Linked DNA regions of Mus musculus: region 2 is linked to region 1. A link is a contact called in public promoter capture Hi-C data. All regions are on one chromosome and are shown on one strand. Each heading gives the region's core, a stretch centred on a gene start, on an enhancer-like site or on the middle of the called end of the contact. The rest is flanking DNA. Distances are from core to core; before and after follow the strand shown. Region 1 overlaps Tbc1d9b (TBC1 domain family, member 9B). Region 2 overlaps Rufy1 (RUN and FYVE domain containing 1).

Evidence for each region. Capture Hi-C pulls out chosen DNA fragments and counts their contacts.
Region 2: a promoter capture Hi-C map of liver shows a contact between it and region 1. The contact joins two enhancer-like sites. A contact is called at or near these places in 5 of 39 promoter capture datasets (the C10 cell line, erythroid cells, liver and 2 more), 4 of 115 datasets of contacts at active chromatin or transcription factors (embryonic stem cells, microglia, regulatory T cells and 1 more) and 2 of 9 other capture datasets (adipose tissue and liver).

Annotation. Positions count from the first base shown.
Region 1 is chr11:50,137,684-50,142,798 of GRCm38.p6, forward strand. Tbc1d9b (TBC1 domain family, member 9B) reads left to right here. Exons shown (of 22, transcript NM_001290760.1): 3 at 2,700-2,818. Among named protein-coding and RNA genes, the nearest start is that of Tbc1d9b, 8.9 kb to the left of the region's middle. Within about 2 kb of position 2,133, at least 38 of the 459 cell types and tissues checked have an H3K27ac peak or open chromatin away from gene starts, as enhancers often do. A contact at or near this core is called in liver, where this site is marked.
Region 2 is chr11:50,413,175-50,418,289 of GRCm38.p6, forward strand. It overlaps Rufy1 (RUN and FYVE domain containing 1), which reads right to left. Exons shown (of 18, transcript NM_172557.3): 5 at 4,010-4,133; 6 at 3,066-3,127; 7 at 1,343-1,408. Among named protein-coding and RNA genes, the nearest start is that of Rufy1, 15 kb to the right of the region's middle. Within about 2 kb of position 2,662, at least 32 of the 459 cell types and tissues checked have an H3K27ac peak or open chromatin away from gene starts, as enhancers often do. A contact at or near this core is called in liver, where this site is marked.

The DNA.
Region 1 (5,115 bases), core at 883-3,382:
TTGGCACCCTTAACAGTAACGACTGTGTCTTTGTCAGCAAGTAAACTTTGAGAGGTCACTGTGCCTGAGGCCAAGTGGAGAAACCCAGCAGGACCCGAGAGCTCCTGGTTCTCAGACCCACGGGGGTCACCAGGAGACTACAGGATTAGTTTAGGAGAAAGGGGTTCTTTGAAGGTGTGATCCATCCCAGTAGGATCTGGGAACTTTATGAGCCTTGGTCACACACAGGGAGGCAAGGTACTTTAAACAAAATTAATTCAGTGTGTGTGCTCACATGTGTGTGTGTGCACGTGTGCTGTGTACACCAGACTGACTGTCCCAGGAGTTTTTAGGTGATTTTTCCCTTCTCTGCCTCTCTCCTCTCTGAAGGAGTCCTAGGATGACAGATACAGGCCATCAAACATAGCTCTTTACAGGGCTCCAGGGGATCAAACTTAGGTCATCCAGCCTGCTCACCCACTGAGCCATCTTCCCACCCAGCATGTTACTTAAGATGGGCCTTGAAGAGGATCTTCTCTGCCTCAGTGTCCTCTCTCAGGGAGGGTCAGGGAGTGGAGGGGGTGACAGGTGGCAGCCCCTTCAGTGGCCATGGTTCCTTGTGTTTCTTCTTTACCTGTCCTCTTGCACCAGATGCCATCCCTGCCCCAGCCTCGCCTGTGCCTACCTCCCCAACAGTCTGGGCACTGGCTCAGAAGCAGCTTGCCGACACCAAATGTCCTGCTGGAGTGTGCCGGGTAAATCAGTCTCGCACCTTGGTATTCAGGATGTCCGGGATCTGCCCACCTCCATCCCCAGACTCCTCCCTAGCTGTGTCCCGGTAGTCACACAAGGAGCACACCTGCAGTGTTTGTGATTTCCCACACCCCTCTGCTGCTTTCTGTGCAGAGTGTCCCTTCTCTGTTGATACTCACCAGATGTCACCTCCCCGGATTCCTCAGACCCACACATCCACTTCCCACTCTCCTCCTCCCCTGGGCGTGGCCTGGCTGCCCTATCAGGTAGAGGGAGGATGAGAGCTGGGTGCACCAGGCAGCTGGGCCGGCATTCTCACTTTGTCACTTCCTTGCTAGGTGGCTTTGGATAACTGACTGAACTTCTCTGTGCCCCGGTGTTATACTGTAAGGTATCTGAGGTGTCCTGGATGAAGTGAGCTCTGTGGACAATTCTGAGAACAGGAGTGACACTCAGTAATCTAAGCAGTTACTGCATCTTTTTCATCCCCAGTACCTGACAGAGATGGTATAGTTTGTGTCCTTAATATTAAACAAGTGACTGACTTTTAACTAAGAGATGTACACGTAAACATCAATAATCAAAACAGAAACAGGTGCAGACAGACAGAATGACAATTTGATCCATCTACAGTTGCTGGGAATGTGCATATAAAAGAGAATGGCCCTGGGGGCTAGAGAGGTGGCTCGGTAGTTAGAGCACTTGCCACCTTGCAGAGGACCCAGGTTCCCCGAACCTATGGTGGCTCATGACCAGCCCCGGGAGATCTAACCTCCTCTTCTGACTCCTGAGGGCACACAAGTGGTGCACATGCATGAAGATAAAACATTTATGTGCATAAATCTAATTTAAAAAAAAAATGAAATGATCCTGAGAGCTGCATTATATGTCAGCTTAACTTCTGAATGTGATGGTGGGTTCTTGGCCAGAAATAAATCCCTCTCTACCAACCGTAACCCTGTGCAGCAGGAGGAGGCAGCCATAAGACAAAAGCACAAAGAAAAGCCAGGAAGGGGAACTGGGTGGCTGAAGGGGCTTACAGAGAGATTGAGCCTGCGTGACTCACTGAGGTATCTAGTGCTTCAGGCTTGACTCCTGTCTTCTTGTGGCTGTCCTTCCCCAGGAGAGGCTCCGTGCTGTGAAGTTGCTTGTCTGATGAACTGCTTGAGTAAGAAGCAAACAAAGCATCCCTAGTGAGGGCAAGCCAGGCTACAGCACGGCCACGAGCAGAGCCATGGGTGGGAGGAGGTGGTGGCGACCACTAGGCCTAGTCAGGAAGGAGTCAAGGCCACCAGCACAGCTGGTACAAGAGTGTTCCAATTAGAGAAGGGTGTCTCCCTCAGTGGTGAAGAATTTTCCCAGAACACCCTACGCTCTGACCTTTGGTTCATAGGTCATAGTATATGGGCCTGGCCGTGACACGTGGCTGCTTTTCCTGCCAGGACCCATGAACTGCTCCACACCAGCACAGTTAAGACCACAGGTTGCTCCCTCCTCCCATCCTTTTTAGGCATCCATTCCGAAAGGTTTCCAGTCTAGGTTTCTTATTTCACCTCCCAGGGCTGCTCATTTAGACCCTTGATGGAAGCAGACAGCCCCACCCGGCCTGTGGGAAGAGCACTGTGCTTCCGTTTCCACTCTCCGTGCACTGCTCAGACAGATGCTGGGGAGTGGGGGAGGCCAGCTGAAGACAGTAGCTGTTTGCCTGCCCTGCAGGGACTCTGTCAACAACGGGACAAAGAAATCTGATAAATTTACCTGTTTACAGCCGCCTTGTAGATTGTCTCTAGAAGAACAGGAGTACTCTTGGTAGGGGAGGGAGGACTCTCACTGTAATAGAAAGTGTAAACAGGAGAGGCTCATCCTTGCCTTGGGAGGAGGGGGTCACTTGAATAGAGAGAGAGCACTGGGGACCCAGCCCTCTGCTTGAGTCTGAGCTCTGATTTCATCCACTCTCACTGAACTAGGTTCTTCCCGAAAAGAGATCACCAAACACTGGGAATGGCTGGAAAACAACTTGCTTCAGACACTGTCCATCTTCGACAACGAGGAGGACATCACTACCTTCGTCAAGGGCAAGATACACGTAAGGCCCATGTCCCACCGACAACCAACCCAGCTCCCTTTGTGAAGTGCTAGCGGCCACACACAGTTGTTGCTCCATATCTGTGGGATACAATGAATTCCATGGATTCAACCAACTGTGTGTCGAAAATATTTGGGGAAAAGGATTGTAGATTTACTGAACACTGTCAGTCTTTCCTAGGCAATACAGAAGAGCAGAGCATCCCTGCTGTGGTGCGTGTTGTAAGATGAGCTGAAACATGCAGGAGGGGGGACAGGCAAACTATCAACATACATAGATTTATATATCTCTGGGGGGTCCTAGAACCAGTGCCCTGAAGACTCCAAGAAATGGCTGTTTTGTCTATCCTGTCACATCTTTAAACAACTTGGTGTAGGTTTTGTTCCCATTTCACAGGATGAAAACTGAAGTCTTCTCTCATTTCTGATAGATAAAAGGGCCATGGACACGATTGTCCCTTGCTCTAGTTGGGATCTTGAATATCCCCCAAAGGCCCATGGTTGGTTCTCAGTCTGTGGTCTTATTGGAAGATGCTGGACCCTTTAGGGGGTGGGAACTCATGGAGGGCAATGAGGTGGATGGAGAGGTGCCCTCGAATGGGGATATTGGGACCCTGGTCCCTTCTACATTCTTTGCATTTTGGCCACAAGGTGGACAGGCCTCTTAGGCCACACACTTTCCACCATGGTATGCTGTGCCATCACAGGTGCAAAGCAACGAGATTCTGCAGCCATGGACTGAAAACTTTGGATCCATCAGACCAAATAAAAATAAGCCTGCTTTCCTTTTTCACTGAGTTGTCAGGCTAACAGAAAGCTGACCCACATACCTACAGAGCCCTTGCCTTAGCTGGCCTCTGGGGTCTGAAGGTTAGTCTAGAGTGTGTAGTTCTTCTGAAATGCCTTATACATATACAGATATGTAATTATGTTTGCCAGAGCCCAACAGGGAAAGACATTTAGAAATCTCTTTTTTTCTTGGTGGTTTGTTTGTTTGTTTGAAACAAGGCCTCTCTGTGTAGTCCTGGTTGGTGTGAAAGTCCCTATTTAGACCATGTAGACCAGGCTGACCTTGAACTCACAGAGCTCTGCCTGCCCCTGACCCCTGCAAGTACTAGGATTAAAGGCATGTACCACCATGCCCAACTCCTAGGTTTTTTGAGATACAAGTTTAGATAGTTCATGTTCATCCTGAACTTACTATGTAGTCAAGGGTAACCTTGAACTCGCCCCAAGTGCTGGAAACAAGACCTGCACCACTATACCCAGACCAAATAAAAAAAAATATCTTACAAGTTAAAAGATACATACCAAGCCGGGTGTGGTGGCTCACACCTTTAATCCCAGCACTCAGGAGGCAGAGGCAGGCAGATTTCTGAGTTCGAGGCCAGCCTGGTCTACAAAGTGAGTTCCAGGACAGCCAGGGCTATACAGAGAAACCCTGTCTGGAAAAAGAAACAAACAAACAAACAAAAAGATCCATACGTTTTTATGCTGATATTCTTGGGGTGTGCTCTGTGGCGTGTTGACAGATGCAGAGTGACTGACCCGTGTTGCTCCTATGCTTCCTGGAGCCTTGATTACCTCAAACACTGGGAGCAGCAGTGCCTCCCAGCCCCCTAGGAGGGAAACGCTTCTCCTTCCTCTGTAGTATGAGAACAATAATCTTACTCGAGTTTTCCAGTACTTTCTAAGTCCTTATTTTGCTATGTGCATTATCTTCAGGGGAGTTATTAAGTCATGTGTAGTATACTTAATGGAATATTTTATAGCCAAATAATGATTATGAAGCCAAGCATAATAGCACACACCAGTGATCCCAACACTCAGGAGGCAAATAGAAGCCTGTGAGCTCCGGGCCAGCCTGGGCTACATCGAGATTCCTAGAAGGACCCTTGGTGTGCAGAGTTTCTTGCAGTTTCTTTCAGCAAGCCTTGTGAATTCACTGTATTGGAACACCATAGACCAGGGAAGATTGGACTGAGTTTCTGAGCTCTTCTTTGCACATACTTGAGTTCAAGGCAGGACCTGGTCGGCTTATAGCTACAGGGAAACAGGCAAAGCCAAGCTGTTCCTCTTCTGTTGGGTAGTAGTAATGAAGCAGCCTTAGCACGTGTCTCCTAAATGCTTGCCCTAACAAACACATCAGAAGAACACTCAAGCTCAGGACGACGACCACACTAGCTTCAAACTCATAGCCATCTGCCTGCCTTGCCTCCTGAGTGCCACCATGCCCAGTTGCCCTAGTATCCTCTTAAAGGCATGTCCCCAATGACAGGATGTCCTCCCACTTGGCCC
Region 2 (5,115 bases), core at 1,412-3,911, 280 kb after region 1:
CTCACTCTGTAGACCAGGCTGGCCTCGAACTCAGAAATCCACCTGCCTCTGCCTCCGGAGTGCTGGGATTAAAGGTGTGCACTACCATGCCCAGCTCACTTCACTATTAATGCTCTAGTCAAGCATACATACCAGGAACTCGAGCATATGCACGTACATCATCCCTCACTCAACCTTGTGTGTGTGTGTGTGTGTGTGTGTGTGTGTGTGTGTGTGTGTGTGTGTGTGTGAGAGATGCGGCTGAAATCTAGGGCTTCTCTGAATCACAACCCCAGACTTCCTCCCCCTCCCCCTAAATTTAAGACTTCATTTTAGGCCATGCTTGTGGCTCACACCTTTAACCCCAAGACTGGAGAAGCAAAGGCTGATGTGTCTTTGTGAGTTCCAGGCTCCGCACCAGCCAAGGACTACATAGTCAGACTCTGTTTTTTTTTTTTTTTTTTTTTTTTTAATTTATTATATGTAAGTACACTGTAGCTGTCTTCAGACACTCCAGAAGAGGGCATCAGATCTTGTTATGAATGGTTGTGAGCCACCACGTGGTTGCTGAGATTTGAACTCAGGACTTTTGGAAGAGCAGTCAGTGCTCTTAACCGCTGAGCCATCTCTTCAGCCCCAGACTCTGTTTAATGCACACACGCGCACACACACCTATTCACGTGTGTGTGTGTGTGTGTGTGTGTGTGTGTGTGCCCGCCCATGGAGGCCAGAGATGATAGCTCCCTGTGGAGCTGGAGCTGCAGGCAGTTGAGAGCTGCCTGAGGTGGGTACTGGGAACACAACTCTGGAAGCACAATATGCCTTCCTAACTGCTGAGCCGGGACTCTAGCTCAGTGGTTCTCAACCTGTGGGCCACGGCCTCTTTGGCAAACCTCTAGCTCCAAAAGCATTTACATCATGATTAATAACAGTAGCAAACTTACAGTTATCAAGTAGCAATGAAATAATTTTATGTCTGGGGGTCAGCACAGCATGAGGAACTGACAGTATGAAAGGGTCACAGCGTTAGGAAGGTTGAGACCACTGCTAGCCTCTTCCTTCATTTCTCATATTATTTCACTTGTTCCCTTTCCTAAGGCTGTGGAGTAGGGGCAGAGCTCCAGGCTCTGTGTATTTATATCTCCGTGCTGTACCACGGTACAAAACAAAGCCCAAGGTCTTCCCAAAGCCATTCATCAGGGAGGGGTCCTCTCTGAGGCTGGACACACAAATGTGGCTTGAATGGTTACAACTTGTCTCTCTGTTTAGACAAACCGTAATCCTAACAGTTAAAACTGTAGACCTCGGCAAAGGTCTGTGGCACCCAACAGAACAACTGGCACTGGCGAGGAGTGAGCCTTACCTTAGGTGCCGGTTAAGTTCCTCCACGTAATTTTTCTGATCAAGGACATCGGTAATTCTTTCATGCCTATGAGAAGAGCACAGAGAGAAGACCTTAGATCCATGTCAAACCGTCTATGTATGGCCTGTGTACAGCCATCCCGATCTTCAGAAACTGAGACCGGCAGAGCCACTGTGGAGTAAACAGCATGGCTTGCCTGACACAGCATCAAGGTTTGAGGACAGGTCCCTGACCACCTGTGCCTCAGTGGGGAGGACAGAAAGCCATTGGCATCTGTGCACAGTGAACACACCTGCCGCCACACACGTGGCTCTGGGTCTTACTGTACTGAAGGAAAGGGGACACGCTCTCAAGGAAACAAAGACTTTCAGAACACAGCAGGACAAGTTAGAGTGAAAAAGCCCTCAACATTTCACAGTAGAGCTCTCCCTCTGATCGGTTTCTTTTTTTTAAAAATTCCAATCATTTACAATTTTTGCGTATACGTGTTTTCCTGTTTGTCAGTATGCACAGCATATATGCAAATACCCTTGGAAGACAGAGTGTCATATTTTGTGGGACTGGAGTTACAAACAGCTGTGAGCCACCGGATGCGGGTTCTGTATAAGAGCAGCAACTTAATCACTGAGCCATCTCTCCAGCTCTTTCTTTCTGTAAGTCGTGTGTGTGTGTGTGTGTGTGTGTGTGTGTGTGTGTGTGTGTGTGTCTGTGTGTCTGTGTGTGCGAGAGCTGCACGGAGCCATCTCACCGACCTTCCTGTCACTCCTTAACACATACTTCTATATTTGTAGCTCACGTAAATGGGGCTGTGCCACATTGTTTCATGCCACAGGTGCTGGGCTGGAGTTTGTTTTATAGTTGCTATCCTTTTGTTTCTTTTACCTTTTGCTTTTTCTTTACTTGCTAGTGCTCCTTGAGGTAACCCATAGTCATGGCTTACTGGCTATCTTCTTTTGTGCCTCTAACCAGCACATCGAGCTAACATATACCACGCACTATATACTCAACTTGTTTTGGCTTATAAAAAAGAAATATATGTATTCCTTGTTATCATACTTTTCTCATTTCATCGTCCTTTGGGTGAATTTCTCTTGGTCTACTATACAAGTAGATCAGATTTAGTCCTGTATGTCTGCATAACACACAACCACTAGGGGTGTCCTACAGTTATCCCATTATTGGTAGAAAAAGCTCAGTATGTTTTGGACAGTCAATAAAAAAAAAAAAAAAAAAAAAAAAAAAAAAACCAAAAATAAACCTGGAGTCTGATGCAATGGTTCAGTGGGTAAAGTACTTGCCACGCAGGTCAGATGACCTGAGTATAATTCCCAGAGCCCACATAAAGGTGGCCACAGAGAACCAGCTCCACACAGTTGTCTTCTGACCTCCATATGTGTGCTGTGGAATATGCATCCACCCACATGCTACACCACACACACACACACACACACACACACACACACACACACACCCCACATGGCTTAGATGGAAGTGACCATAGCAGCTTCCTGTGGTGAGGGGAGTGGACTGCGATGGGCAAAGGAGATGGTATAAAAGGGGAACTTCCACACGCATGCTCAATTCTGAGAGCAACTCCTGAAACAGAGAGGATGCCACCAGACTCACCTCTGTAACTAAATTAACTAAACAAAGCTGAAGTTGCAAAGCAAACCCAAGCCCGTGTCACCAGCTGGTGAGGGGCTGCGAGCAGCTCACTACTCACTCTCTGCCGCTGTCAAGATCCTGTGCGTCCTTCAGACAGAGAGAGAAGTCAATCACCCCGACCTGATGGAGACAGAGGGCACAAGCTCACATCAAACGTGCTGTGCTCATCCCCACAAGCCCTGTAAGCCTTGAGATTCAGGATGGTCACCCCACAACTGTGTGTGCATCCAAAGGAGGATGGGGCATTTATAAAGAGCATCAAAGGTTTGGGTGTACTAAGTAATTTTAAAACAGAGGGGAGGGAGGGAGGGAGGGAGAGAGAGAGAGAACGAACACTAGAGAGACTTCTAGACTAAAGGACAGTCTTGTTTATGGGACACTTCTAAGTCCTTTGCACCCCTATCTTGTTTGTTTGTTAGTTTTGTCAACCTGACACAAGCTAGAATCATCTGAGAAGAGGGAACTGGGAAATGCTTCTGTAGGGAGCCTATGAGGCATTTTCTTGATTAATGATTGATATGGGAAGGCCCAGCCCTTGTAGGTGGTGCCACTGGGCACGTGGTCCTGGATGCTATAAGAAAGGCTGACATGAACCGAACAATGACCAGCATGGCACCACAGACTAAGGGTCCAGGAGTGGCACAGATCCCTTGGCAGTAAGTAACAGCTCTCTCACTGAATTGAAGACACACTCAACAAGAGGGAAACCATGTCTGGTGCTGGAAACTTAGCCATCTGCCCAGAGCTAGTGAAGACATGGATCTTGGAGAGGAACCTACAACCACCACTTTACTAAACCAGCATACTCTCAAACTACATTCTAAATACCTATCCAAATACTAACAGATAAGTGTAGTCCTCACCCCCATCAAGAACTTCTCCTTGCAACAGATGGAGATCATTACAGGAAATTACATCCAATCAAAATGGAGAGCTGTCTGCAGATTTCAAGCCAACAACCGCTGGCCGGGTTCATCCCACTAGGGCCTAAATCCACGTTACCTGAGAATCCAAGTCTTCTCCCTTTAAGCAGAGGTTGGCATCCAGAACGTTGAGTCCCACCAGCAGACCCACGATCACCATTCCTTCCTCCTCCATCATTAAGGCCTCGGGCTCATAGAACTCACTGCAAGAGACTGGCATGTCAGGGAGCTACTCACAAACACCCTCACTCACCTCACCCCAGCTCTCCTGCCTTTGCATCGCTAGGATCCTTCCACTGGCACCTACCCTGGAGCAGGGACCCTCAGGGACCCTCCTTTCTCCTAACATGTCAAATGCCTCTTCTTGGCCTACATGTCTCCCCAGAGATCCATGTGACCAGCCTGCTTCCCAGCTTGGTTGCAGTTAGGAGAGGGACCAGCTGAGAGGTCACCAGAGGTGTGTTCTGAAGGTGTGTGACCTTTGCCTTTTCCTCTTTCTCCCTTTCTGTCCAGGAAGTCAGTTTTTATTCTACCTACCACATGCTTCCTACAGGATATGCTGCCTTGCTCCAGGCACAAAGCAAAAGGACCAGTTATGGACCGAAACCTCAGAAACCTGTGAGCCAAAGCTTAGCCAGAGGTCAACCTCAGGTGCTGGTTCTTAGATGGCTGCTTTTTATTTTATATTTTATCATTTTATTCTATGTGTATGTATGGGTGTTTTGTCTGCATGAAAGAGAGCTTTTAACTCCAGCTTTTTCATGTATGTGCTGGGGACTGAACCTCATGCCTGCAAAGCAAGCAGTTTATATCCCGAGCCACTACTTCCCCTCTCTCTCCCCTACTCCTGGCCTCTGTCTTCCTGTTGTCCTGCCTTGTGTCCCTGTGTCTTCACTTGGCTTCTCTCTATCGAAGACCTTGGCTGCCTGAAACATTAGGTCACCATGACTGGCTGGTGAGGTGACAGTGACAAAGGCCCCTGCCACCAGCCTGACACTCTGAGCTGATCTCTGGAACCTGCTGGATTGAAGGAGGGGACTGAGAGGGTGTGCTGGCACTCATCTGTAATCCCAGCACTTGGGTGGCAGAGGCAGGGGAAGCTCTGTGAGTTCAAGGCTAGCCTGGTCTATACAGAGAAATCTTGTCCTTCCCCCGCCCCAAAAGGGGAGAGAACTGACTTCATTT